Linked DNA regions of Anas platyrhynchos: region 1 is linked to region 2. The links are chromatin contacts, called in public Hi-C maps. All regions are on one chromosome and are shown on one strand. Each heading gives the region's core, a stretch centred on a gene start, on an enhancer-like site or on the middle of the called end of the contact. The rest is flanking DNA. Distances are from core to core; before and after follow the strand shown. Region 1 overlaps NET1 (neuroepithelial cell transforming 1). Region 2 overlaps TASOR2 (transcription activation suppressor family member 2).

The links. A called contact is a pair of places that touch in the nucleus more often than the background predicts.
Region 1: a Hi-C map of subcutaneous adipose tissue shows a contact between it and region 2, with 3 times the contacts expected there. The contact joins two enhancer-like sites. A contact is called at or near these places in 6 of 8 Hi-C or Micro-C datasets (F1 follicle, F5 follicle, liver and 2 more).

The regions. Positions count from the first base shown.
Region 1 is chr1:1,853,397-1,859,683 of IASCAAS_PekinDuck_T2T, forward strand. All of the region lies in intron 1 of NET1 (neuroepithelial cell transforming 1), which reads right to left. Among named protein-coding and RNA genes, the nearest start is that of NET1, 13 kb to the right of the region's middle. Within about 2 kb of position 4,480, at least 7 of the 8 cell types and tissues checked have an H3K27ac peak or open chromatin away from gene starts, as enhancers often do. A contact at or near this core is called in subcutaneous adipose tissue, where this site is marked.
Region 2 is chr1:1,781,155-1,786,651 of IASCAAS_PekinDuck_T2T, forward strand. It overlaps TASOR2 (transcription activation suppressor family member 2), which reads right to left. Exons shown (of 25, transcript XM_072039955.1): 11 at 5,118-5,218; 12 at 4,599-4,702; 13 at 2,142-2,214; 14 at 1,955-2,029. Among named protein-coding and RNA genes, the nearest start is that of TASOR2, 15 kb to the right of the region's middle. Within about 2 kb of position 3,262, at least 1 of the 8 cell types and tissues checked has an H3K27ac peak or open chromatin away from gene starts, as enhancers often do. A contact at or near this core is called in subcutaneous adipose tissue, where this site is marked.

The sequences.
Region 1 (6,287 bases), core at 3,230-5,729, 73 kb after region 2:
GGGGCGTTTTCAAAGGCTTCTGGTGGAATGACGCATTGCAGCAGGGCACTGAAACACCTTACAATAGCCTTTTGTGATGATTATGTGTCAGAGCACTGTTGCAACACTCTGCCGAGGAGAACCTTTGGTCTGTTTTTCGAGCTGGGGCAATCAGACTCCACTCCACGCCTGCACAGGCCACCTGCAGCCTAAGGTCAACCCTAAATCCCTCAGCACCAACACCTTCCCGGCCTCAGAGCATGGGCAAGAGCAGCTTCTCCTCCATGTGCAGCTCTGTCCCCGCGTGCCACAAAGAGCTCTGCACGCAGGTATTCTTGCTTGCAAGCACGTCAGAGGGGATTAGAGCAAGGATCTGTCACTAGAAAGAGAAAACTCGCATTCCTTTTCACGACGGCCGAAGGAGAGCTCCTGACGGAACAAAATGATGAAGCACACGCCGTGGGAAGCCCGTCTGCCTGCATCACGGAGCTATTTGCGCTCTCCTTTCCAGGGCTATGATGTAAATGCTTAAGCAGGGCTGAGGGGAGGACTTGAGGGAGAAGCAGTGCAGCTGCTGCCGAAATATGTTGCCTGTCAGCAGCCATGCAAGCGCCCTGGCTGCTGCAGGCCTAGATCCAGCAGAAGGGCGCAGCTCCTCGTGGCGCAGCCATCGCAGCCCCAGCTTGTGAAGCCGCCGGCTTTCGCGCACCGGGCCCTTGTCAATCAGCTCTGACGCTGGGCTGCAAGATAATCCTCGCAATTAAAAAGCAGCAAGAGAAACACAAGCGCCCCACGGCCACATGCCGAGCTTCGGCTCCCCTCTGCCTGCTGCATGTGCAGCCAGGTCTCATCTGTCAGCTCCTAAAGGGAGGTGGCTGCCCAGGCTCCCTTGTCACTCCTGCGGGGGGCTGACACCCCCTGCCAGGCATTTTAAGCTGCCTGGAGGCGCCTCTCCTTCTGCGTGACTCCAGGGGAACCCTGGGGGAGGCTCAGATTCAAGCAGTTGGCTTTTAGGTGCCTGGGGTTAGGGGAAATGAAGCTCCCGTGCAAGGTTTTAGGAGGTACTGGTTGGTCAAGTGTCTCATCAGAGCTCAAATGCAAGGGCTGTTGTTTAAAAAATAGTCCTAAACGCTTTTTGGACTCACTTAGTGGTGTTGTGGGCTTTAATCTAAATAATTCACGTCCCCTTCAGCAGTTTTGGTTCAGAACGGAGCTGTTTTCCAGTGGAACCATCATCACGAAAAATCGACGTGGACTTCTCAGTAGAGAGACGTAAAGGCAATGCCACCAGGTGAGACACGACGAGCACAAAACCCAACCCAAACAAACGTTTGGAGCACGTTCAAGGAGGAAAGGGAAATGAAGGAAATGTAAACACTAAGCCAATAACCCTGCCGACAGCACAGCATGGTGTCACAGAGACTAGACCTGATGATAAGGACACTTTCACCGTGTTTTTATGTACCAAAGTCAAGGCCACCGTCTCCGCACGTGTTAACAAACCCCAGACCTTTCCACATTTACTCCCACAAACCCAGGCTCCCGAGAGCTCCAAGTGAACTTTCAGCTTTTTGAAAGTTTCCAGGCAGGGAGCAAAAGGTTCCGAGTTCAGCTCAAACTGACTGCACTTAAAGTCTGACTCTTTCCATTTCGTATCGCCCCCGGAGCCCCTTCCCCTCTGGTACCTATTTTGAACGCTCCCTGGGGACAGCAGTCGGGACTTGCGGGTGCCCAGAAGCCCTGGGAGCGAGCTGTGCCAGCCCAGGAGCTCCAAATCCAGACGGCTATTTTGAGTTCTTGTGGGAACCAAGCTCCATCCAATAAATATTACAAGTCATCCTGGGAGAACGGTCGGGAAAACATACATTTTAATGCTGACAGGCACAAACTTTCCTCTTTTTTTTTTTTTTTTAAGAAATAACCCTAAGCAGCTATACAAACAAATGTTTCTGCTGCATGTTTTTTGCTTTCCTACAAGCCGTGTCTTTGCAGCCCCTTGGTGGGAGCCCTGCCCCGTTGTAGGGCCCACTGGTGATTCAGGTGGGCTTGTGCTCAGTCACCTCCTTAAGCTGTACACCAAAAAGTCACTAAAAGCCAGCTGAAAAAGGGTTGCTTGCCTGTAGCAGCACAGCTCGAGGCTCTCACGAGAGCAGGGGACCCATAGGAGCAGCGGCAGTGCCACGTGTGTTTGGAGGAAGCCTCCTTCCTGCCCTTTGCTACGGCACCCGCGCGGGGACGCCTCAGCGCTGGCTGGCTGTGTTTGTCATTAGTTATGATTCACAAGAAAAGCAAACTGAATAAACCGCAGGATCTGGCTCGAGATAATCGAAGCCAGCACTTTCTGTCCTGCAGAAGTGCTGCAACACAGCTGGGGTGGGCACAGAGAGATGTGAGCCCCCTTTTTTGCCCATTTTGGAGGAAAGGAGCTGGTGTAAGCAACTGGCCCATGACAATCCATGCCAAGAGCTACCAGGGACACAAGGTGGAACTGGAAATAAAGTTTCTAAAGCCTTAGAAGGGATTTACAGGGGGCTGCTAAGCAGACAACCCCAAAACTGGTGGAGATCAGGGGTGGTTCAGGAAAAAGGAGCATCACAGCCCTGTCCTTGCTCTTCCCTCAGTGCCCAGAAGCAGTGCATTAGGTCAGAGGGACGCTGGGGCTGAAGCAGCTCTTATGTTCTTAAGAAATTTCATCTCCTCCTCCTCATCTTTGGCAGGGCTATAAAAAGATGCCCTGCATCGCTCTGGAGGCGATTAGCGCTGATCCCACGCAGGAGAAAAGCCCCAAGGGAGAGAGAGATTGGGGCGGGTAGCAGTCTAGGAACTGCGAGCCTAGTTCCTAGACTCCAAAAAAAATAAATAAATTAAAAAAAAAATCGGAGCTGTAGGAAAAACAGAAAAGGAGACAAGAGAGAAAATAATGGGAAAAGAGCAAGGAGCGAGGAGCCGGGCAGGAAACGGCTGCAGGGTGGAGCTGCCTAATGTAATGTCTACACAATTTAAGGGTAAGGCTGTAAGAGAAACAGAGCTCAGGCAGTGGGTGGTAAGGCAGCCCTGAGTGACTTCACATTTGAAATATTTAAACATTACAAGGGCTTGAAGGTGTACTTGGCTAGTACAAAAGAGCTTGTTTAATGCTTTTACTTTTCCAAGGGCCAGTCCCTTTCATGCTTTTCTTCCTAAATGTAAGGATAAGTAAACACATTTAGCGCTGATAGCCCAGGCAGCTCCGCCAGCCAGTAACAAATCGACCCGTGCCGGGTTGACACAGGCCAGGAACCACCCCGGGAGAATTTATTTTCACAAACAAGGCTCTCAGTGTTTTATTAACTTCATTTTAAGCACTTCACCTAGCGCACCCTCTGTGCTTGGGCATGGCACTCGTCTCCTTTTGGGGAGACCACCCCTCTTCAAACTATTTTAACCTTTAACAACCTTTTTTCCCCCTCGGGGAATTTGGAGGCTGCAGCTTTGCTTCTCACGCAGCATTTTGGGCACTTCAGCAGCGGGGCACAGCTGATATAGGACCGAAAGGCTGCTGCCCGTGACTGACCTAAGCCTGGAGCCCCACAACTCCCACCATAAAACCACGACGACGCTTCTCAGCCCTCCCTGCAGGTGCTGAGGAACTCATCTCACGATGCTTTGTACCCTGAGCCTCTGCTCCATCCTGCCACGGGGAAAGCAGGAGGGGAGCATCAGCTCTGAAAGGACTCAGTTCCAGTCCTGGAAGGTGATTTCCAGGTGGAGATCCTTTCTTTTCCCCCTCCTCTGGCCAATTTAGCTCGGTTTGCATGTGTACGGCAGCAGAGATGGGGTTAGACCTCGATGCTCTTGGTGGAAATGACAGCCTCCGATGCCGTACGTGGCCCTGGGAGTTGCAGTAGCAGATAAGGAGCAGAGTAATGACAGCCCTGCAAGGAGAGGAAGAGAGCTCGAAACTCAGACAAAACAATACAGCGAGGGATTAAGAAATCAGGGAAAACGCAGATCCTGCAGCAGACAAGGAACTGCTGCCTCCAGGGATAATTTTATGGATGCTGGCAGGGAAAGGCTGCTGCTCGGCGGCCAAGGCAGCCGCATGAGCTAGCAGGATGAGAAGGGGAGGAGAGCTCAGCCACGAGTCTCTAATCTCTTTCCACGGGACAAGCACAAATACACCTGGAGTCTGTCTTCAAGCCTGAAGCAGAGCAGGAATGAGGTTTTAATAGATGCACCGTAGCCATTCCCAGTTATTACAGCAAACAAACAAACCACCCCCACGCAAAATAAACCTCTGAGTGCAAGGGAATCCGACAGCACCTCGCTAGAAAGCACGGCCAGTCTTCAGAGGAGAGAAAGTCTGCTAGACGTGACCACAGGAAACCCGTTATTAAAGCTCACTCAGCTCAGCCCGTGGTTATTCATGTTCTGGAGAACATTCTTGGACAGTTAGTACAAAGATTACTGTGTCTCTCCTACAGATTATCCTAAAGCAACTCTTTAGACAAAGAGAGCTGAGAGTGGTTCCAGAGCAATCCCGAATCCGCCCCCTTCTGTGTATGAATCAGCATTGCAACGGCCCTGCCACGTGTGCTCGATGCAAAGAGATGATCAGGAGCAAATTCAAGATCAAAACCCACCTGGGAGATGCTTTAGTCAGCTGAAATTGGAGGCAGTGACATCCCACGTAATGTTTTTAAACTGGGCTCAGTAAAAAAATAAAGGGCCTGATGCATCGACAAGGATCAGTGCACTGACAGCACTGCACATCTCAGCGCTTCCCTGCTACGGGGAGCGCTTCTTCCCCACCTGCTGATGGGGCACAAGATAAAACCCCGACCCATCTGAGCGATATAAAGCACCTCAGGGAAGGGGATGTGACACCACCAGCAGCTGGCAGGCGAACCAGAGGCTGGGCTGTGTTGTGGTTAGCAGACACCTCGCTGAAAGGCAGCGCTTCTGCAGCAGCCTCTGTCTGTTGATAACTGCTCCGAGTTTCAGGGCCAAGCCCTCTGTAAAAGAGTTACAACAACACCAGCTGCTCCTTTCGAAAGATCGCCCTGCGAAGTGCAAAGTCCCCCGAAACTAAACGAATGCAAACGACAGTCATACAGGACCTTGAGTCCGTGCCACTAATTAGTTAGTGAGCGCTTCAGAGTGCTCTGGGTGATGTTTTCCAGCCAGTTTCAGGGACTCCTGAACGCAATTGCCATTAAAAAAACACAAACATGGAAATTCAGCCACTTCAGCTCACTGGGAAACCTCGCAGCTAGAAGTTTAAACTGACAGAGAAGCAGTTGCAGTCTTAAGACCTTCCTTAATGTGCGTGTGGGTGGGAAATGAGCTTAACTCCATGCACCAGGCTTCTGTGGTTTCTCTGATGCTGGAGACTAACATATTCTGGGCTGTCAGCAAACCTGGAACCACCCAGGGAACTTCACAGAAGAGCTTTTAAGTGAGGAGACAGGTGATGAACGCTCGCGGCCCTGCTGTGTTCCTGCTCCAGACCACCCACGTGCCCCCATGGGCTCACGTGCTTTGGTTCCCCGCTTGCCTTCCTCCTCCCCGAGTCATTTTAGATCTCACCGAGCTCAAATGGTTTAGGAAAAGGACACGGTCAGCAGCCAGCGTGTCATCAATGACTATTAATTGTGTGGGGAGTGGAAAAAGGACGCTCATCGGTAGCAGTCAAGTTACTTCCCTTTATCCCGGGTGGGGAAGCAGTAACCATTGGACTCAGTGCAGTTAAATTAATTCCAAATGTAGCCCAGCCGGCCAATTTAGTGTAAATATTCAGCTCAGATTTAAACACCCGGGTTGTGCCTTGGGGTGAGAGTGAAGGGAGAGCTGTTTCCCGATCCAGAGGTGACACCTAGAGGAAGAGGATTTCATTGCGTGCTTGGCAGTTCTTGAAGAGGCTGAAAAAGGAGTCCGAAAGCTCTGCCTGAAGCTCCATTTGCAGTGGTTTTGGAGTCCCTGCTTTTATCCTAGGACAGGATAAAATAGCCCAGTAGGTCTCACCCCCCCCCCCCCAGCAGTGGGTAAGCAGATTTATTGCTTTATGCCCTTCCTAACAGACCTTGCCTCCATTCCCCAGACTCAAACACCACACATTCTGCTTTTTAAACCTCTATCTTATTTACACACCCTGAACAGCCTCAGCCATGGAGGTGAGGCTAAAAAAGCCGTCCAGGCACAGGCCAGCTCCAAAGGAAGCCAGGCTCCTTCACCACCAGTCCTTGGAGCGACTTGCTAAAACACGCAGGAGGCTTCAGCCAAGGTTGGTGTTCCTCCTCCGCGTCAGGCAGGGCCGCCCCAGATTTGCA
Region 2 (5,497 bases), core at 2,012-4,511:
TTCGGTCACCGTCTCCTTCTGTCCCCCAGACCCTGACGTATTTATCTTCAGAGAAAGGAGAAGCCACGAAGCAGAACTGTTTATAATCCCGGCGAGGAGAGCTCTTGGTCCCGGAGGAGAGCCACGGCTGGCTGGGGTTACGCCACTCGCGTAGGAAGAAACGGGACAGCACGTGCGGGAGCGCTGCTGGCACCGGAGGGAAAACATCTGGAAGCCATCAGAGCTCAGACTGTGTCACGTAAAAACACGGAGCATTTTGCTCGACGTTATCCTCTCCCCCTGCCTCTTCACTTGGCTGCCAGCTGCTCCCTGGCTGCCCACACTTTGCCTCCTCTTCGGCATCAACGTGAACCCCGGGCAATGTCTGCTACAGCCCCTGAGCTTCCCACCAAGCAGCCACTTGTGCCCTCTCTGCTTCAGGATGCTCCTGTTTAACCAAACCCCTCTGCTCTGGTATTTTCTCCTCTCCCTGCTGCAGGGATCGATATCTGAGTGGTCAGTTCCCATTTTCAGTCTTATCTCCACGTGTTTTCCCCCTTGGCCTCACCAAACTTTATGCCCTCGCTTCAGGCATCACAGCAAAAACCTTCCTGATCCCAGGCCTGTCCCGGTAGTTTGGATTTTCAGGCTGCCTCTGGATATCCCTGTCTCTCTCCTCTACCTAAAAAAAGAAATGAGAAAGGCTGCCAGGCTAACACAGCCACCAGCAGCCTGCCCTTAAAGCCTCACAGACTGAATTCAGGCCTCAAAGACATTTGCAGCTCACACTGCCAAGTTACCATCGCGTCTTCACAAGACTTACAAGCCCACTTCGTGTGCGGATCCTGAAGGAGAAAGTTTATAGCTGCAGGTTAAACCCCAAAAAGGACAAAGCAATCCGTGTTCTGAAGTGCTGGCAGCCTCTCTTGACGTTTCTGCTGATTTTTATCTTCCGGGGAGGGGAGTTGGGAATGTCCTGTCCAGCTCCACTGGCAACGCCAGTCATCGCACACCCGGGCAGACTGAAATACCAGGGTGTGCTGGCATGTGCGGTCTCTTGGCTTGTCCCTGGGATGACTCAACAAAAAGCAAGCCAGAAGTTACACAGAGCAAAAGGCCCCTGTTTATATCCTGCTCGGGGATCTGCAAGGCCAGGAGGATTCCTGTTGAAGCGCATGAAGTGAGAGGTGTGCAGATGAAGCCGTCCGGGCCAGCTGGGCAGTCACTTTATGTCCACGAGAGGAAACTGGAGAGCGAATATTTCCACAAAACCAAAAGATCCAGAGAAAATGCAAATGCCACGGATGCTGAAACTCATTCTAATTTGGAGATTTGTGTTCAAACTGGGTCATCTTGAGCTGTGCCTCATCTTGATGGCAGCAAAGCACCGTGGCTCTGCCCGACAGCATCTCCCTGCTTCCCTCAAATGCCCTGAAGGGAGCAAATCCCCTTCCCTGCCCCTCTTCCCCCTGCCAGCAGTGACACAGAGCCTGTTGCATTTGTTATCTCAGCAGAGAACGATTCACTTATATTTTAGGCTTTTTTCCCACTGGTTTAGCAAAACACATCACCTCCACGCAGGGTCCAGCAAATGCCGTGATGTTTTACCCCCTTATATGACACAGTGCAGGGAGCAGATGCTGCTGAAAACCAACTCAGAGGAAGAAAAGCAATTGTTTTTCACTCAAGAATCGCAGAAAAGCAATTATTTTTCACTATTTTTGCCCCTCCTGTGAAGGGGCAAGGATGTGCAGAAGGGTCAAAGCACGGAGACCTGGTTTACATCGGCTTAAAAATGAAGTATGGCTGAACAGATGGGACTCATCTCCTCTTTTAACACCCTTTGCACTGAAGCTGTAGGTGGTGTTGAGCTGAGAAATCAGCTTTTCCAGAGGAACACGTCTGCTAGAACCCTCAACTGAAGATCCTGCACCCAAAATGTAGCATCTGAAGCCAGCCAAGAGAACCTCCCTACCTCTCAGGCACACTGCTCGGGACGAGGTGAACAGAAACAGGGCCAGGAGGCTGACAGGCTCCTTGGGGTCGAATCCTGTGAAGTAAAGCGACAGGTTTTGTTTAAAAAACACACAAAAGTGCCCATCCTCTACACTAGGGCAGGTTATTTAAGCCCAAGTGTTGGCTCCTAGGTGGCCGTGCATTACCATCATCCCGTGCCAACGCGGAGGAGGTCAGGAGGATAAGAACTCCTTGATCTTGTAAATATTTGATGATCGCCTGGAACAAACAAAACAGAGTTAGAGCAGCCTCTCCCTGCCCTCCTAAGCACACTTCATGTCACTCAGCGCCGCTGTCAACAAGCCCCGAGTGCTGGTGAACGTGTGCCAACAGCACCAGCTCAACCCTTGCCGAGGACACCGCCGTGCCACTTGAGTCACCGGGACTTGGAGCCCAAAATATTCCATTTAAGGCTGTTATTCATCCCAAAGTCCTCCCATCTGTTACTTAAAACAACAGAAATGCTTAGCCAAACCGACTGCTAGGAACAATTAACGAGCAAGGTTAATAATTTTAGCCCCTTTCGGTTCAAAAGTCCCTGGGCATCTCAGCCACGAAGACTTCTCAGCAGCGCGAGGGGAGGGCTTTCCCAGAAGGGGAAGCAAAGCTGGACACGAGCGTCTGAGTCCGCAGCCAACAGCTCCAGGCACGAGCCCGAGTGAGTTCAGTCCCTGCAGCCTGCTTATTAGCAGCAGCAGCATCAATAAATGTTAAAAAAATCAAAAAGCTGAGCCTAAGAGACCGCCGTGCCTCTGTCTCAGGAGTGGATGACCACATGTCTAAAAAGATCCGTGGGCTTCTCGAGGCTTTTCTGGGATTTGGGTGTTGCCTAATACCTCGGAGCTGGGCTCGGGCTGCCTTTTCTTCCATGAGGACACCCATTTGGATCTCTTTCTGCCGTTCAGACATGTCTTTTAAGGGGAACTTCCAGGACATGAGTAACTCCGGGGCTCCTAATGCTCGGAGAAAGCTCGCTGATCCCATTCAGCACACGCAGACATAACGGAGGATTGGACTGGAGCCCAGCCCACATGACAACGGAGCAGCTTTGGAAATGCTGAATAATTTCAGCGTGATATTTGCTCCTCAGAACGGTAGCTCCTTGCTTCAAACCGTCTCAAGCCAGCCGAGCAGGGCGGATAAAAGCCAAGATGTCACCTAGCTCAATGAAACTGCCATCGTTTCTCACCAGCGGGGTGATTTTCAGGCACACGAGGGAAAAAGGCAAGCCACGAGTCAGCAGCTGCCTGACACAGAGCTGAGAGAAGTCACCCTCCACCCAGAGGAGTGCAGCTGGCCTCGAGCAACCCTGCTCGTTCCCAGCTACTCTTTCATTTTCACTTGCAAGCCAGATGCCAGTGCTCCTGCTGCTTTCAGCACCCAAGCTCCTCACGGCTGCATCTCAACCACCTCATCTTCCCCAGCTCCTCCAGAGTCCAGCTCTGCGAGGCTTGGCAGAAATGAGGAGAAAAGGAGCACGGACAAGGTTACGACCTTGCAGATGCTGGGAACCCCGAGCAGTGCAGCATCAGGTGAACTTCAGCGTGGGTGCCACAACCAGGTGCCCATCTGATGCCACCAGCACGAGAAGGGACATTTACCTCGTCTACGCTATCTCCTTCTTCATTTCTCCTGTTGTCACCAATAAAAGGCAGTCTCATCAAGGATTTATGGAGGCTGAGAGCCTTTCCTGCAAACACTTGCTCTGGTATGGCAGAAGCACGCTGGTGGGCAGCTCTTCAGCAGTGCCTCACAGCACCAGCCCTTCCAGGCAGCTCGTGGAGTGCTGCCAGCTTACGCTGAGGGGAGGATGTGCCCAGCCAGTTGTATGTTTTCAGCTGGGAATTTACAACCCTGAACCTACAGGCAGGGTCAGATGGGACAGCGCAAACAGCAGCAGCAAAGCCAAACCCCAAGCACGAATCCCAGCAGTGCTGAGCTCCTCGGGGGTGATGCTCAGCCCCGGGAGTCAAAAGGAGACACGAAGATTGTGCTGTGAGCAGGAAAACCCCAGTGTGCTGGAATAACTCTTATCAGGTCTTATTGTGCAAGCAGCCTTCAGCAACAACAGATGGGAAATTCTCTGTTAAAGCAGAAATAAATCTCAATATCTTCAGAAGCTCCCGAGGCTTCAGCAGCGTAGCTGTGAGGAGCTGAGTGGGGACTATTTTTCAGTCAAGAAAAAAAAGGAAGAAAGGCAGGCACGTGGCAGCTTATGTCTTTTGCTTAGTAATTCTCATTCTAGCACGGAAAGCTCCCACTTTCTTAATATCTAAGATCCCCTTGCAGTCCTTGTCCACTATGGAAATGCAAAGACAAGCCAATAAACCAGTCTCATCTGGCACAAAGACACTCAAAGAGGTCTGCCTGCTACATTTCTGCTCACCCCAGAAATCAGGTCCCAGCTCATAGGGAGCAATCTTCAGTTAGCAGAAAGACTAAATTAGGTTGGAGAATAACTAAGCATGAAAATAATACTTAAAGCAGAGAAATTTGTTCCATTTTGCATTATTTCAGAATCTTTGAATAATGCTACCAAAGATTCAGAAGAATATTTAAAAGAGTATTCTCCTGCCAGAATGAAAACGTTTTAAAATACTTACCAAGTCCCTTTTCTTTAGATTTTCTAATAATTGATTCATTTTATGTTGATCCTTATTTGCTATTTCCACTTCATATAGACTGAAGTAAACGCCCTGGAAGCAGACTGCAGACAAAAGAGAGAGAACTTCACGTAGGATGTCTCTTACATCAACTCCAAACAACCAAGCACTCCCCTACCAGGAAGGTGGGGGTGCAACTGATGGAAGCACTGGTTTTGTTTCGTATTTTTTAAAAAAGAAAAGCGAAAAACAAACCTGTTATCAAGATTTCCTAATATAAGACATATGCATTGATATTATAGTGAGTTTCCTCTTCAACCCTTGGTTCATAGGAGATGTTTCCTATCCTAGCTCTGCAGCTACAAAAAGCAATTTGAGTGATGCTGCAGGAGGTGCTGGGTCAGACCCCGAGAGGTGGAATGTCCCTCACCTCACTGGGAAATCACGTTAGAAATTCTGTTTTCCTGCAAATCCTAACTGCAAACATCCCCTGCAAACGCTGGCGGGTTTTACACTCACCTTCATTCTCAATGTAATTTCTTTTCCCAAACGCAGCTTCTGGCAGCTTTTTCTTCAAGTCAGACAGCCCCATGACGTGGTTAATGTCCAGGTTGGGAGGCCTGTGGGGAGAAAGCAGCGGGGCTCACGTCCAGAAAAGGCTCTCAGGATTAAGCCCTGTCACTGTGAACCACTCCAAACACTGATATCGGTGCCCTGCTACTGGCTGTTCCAAGTTGTTACCTGCTGGATGGCCCCTGACTAATGAAGATTTTAAATACCTCCCCTTTTTTGAATGCCACTTACCTCAATAATTTATTTGCCACCGTGCCAATCTGTAAACACAATTGGCTAACTTTATTTGCACTGTCAGGAAGCCCACTTCTCACAAGGAGAAATAA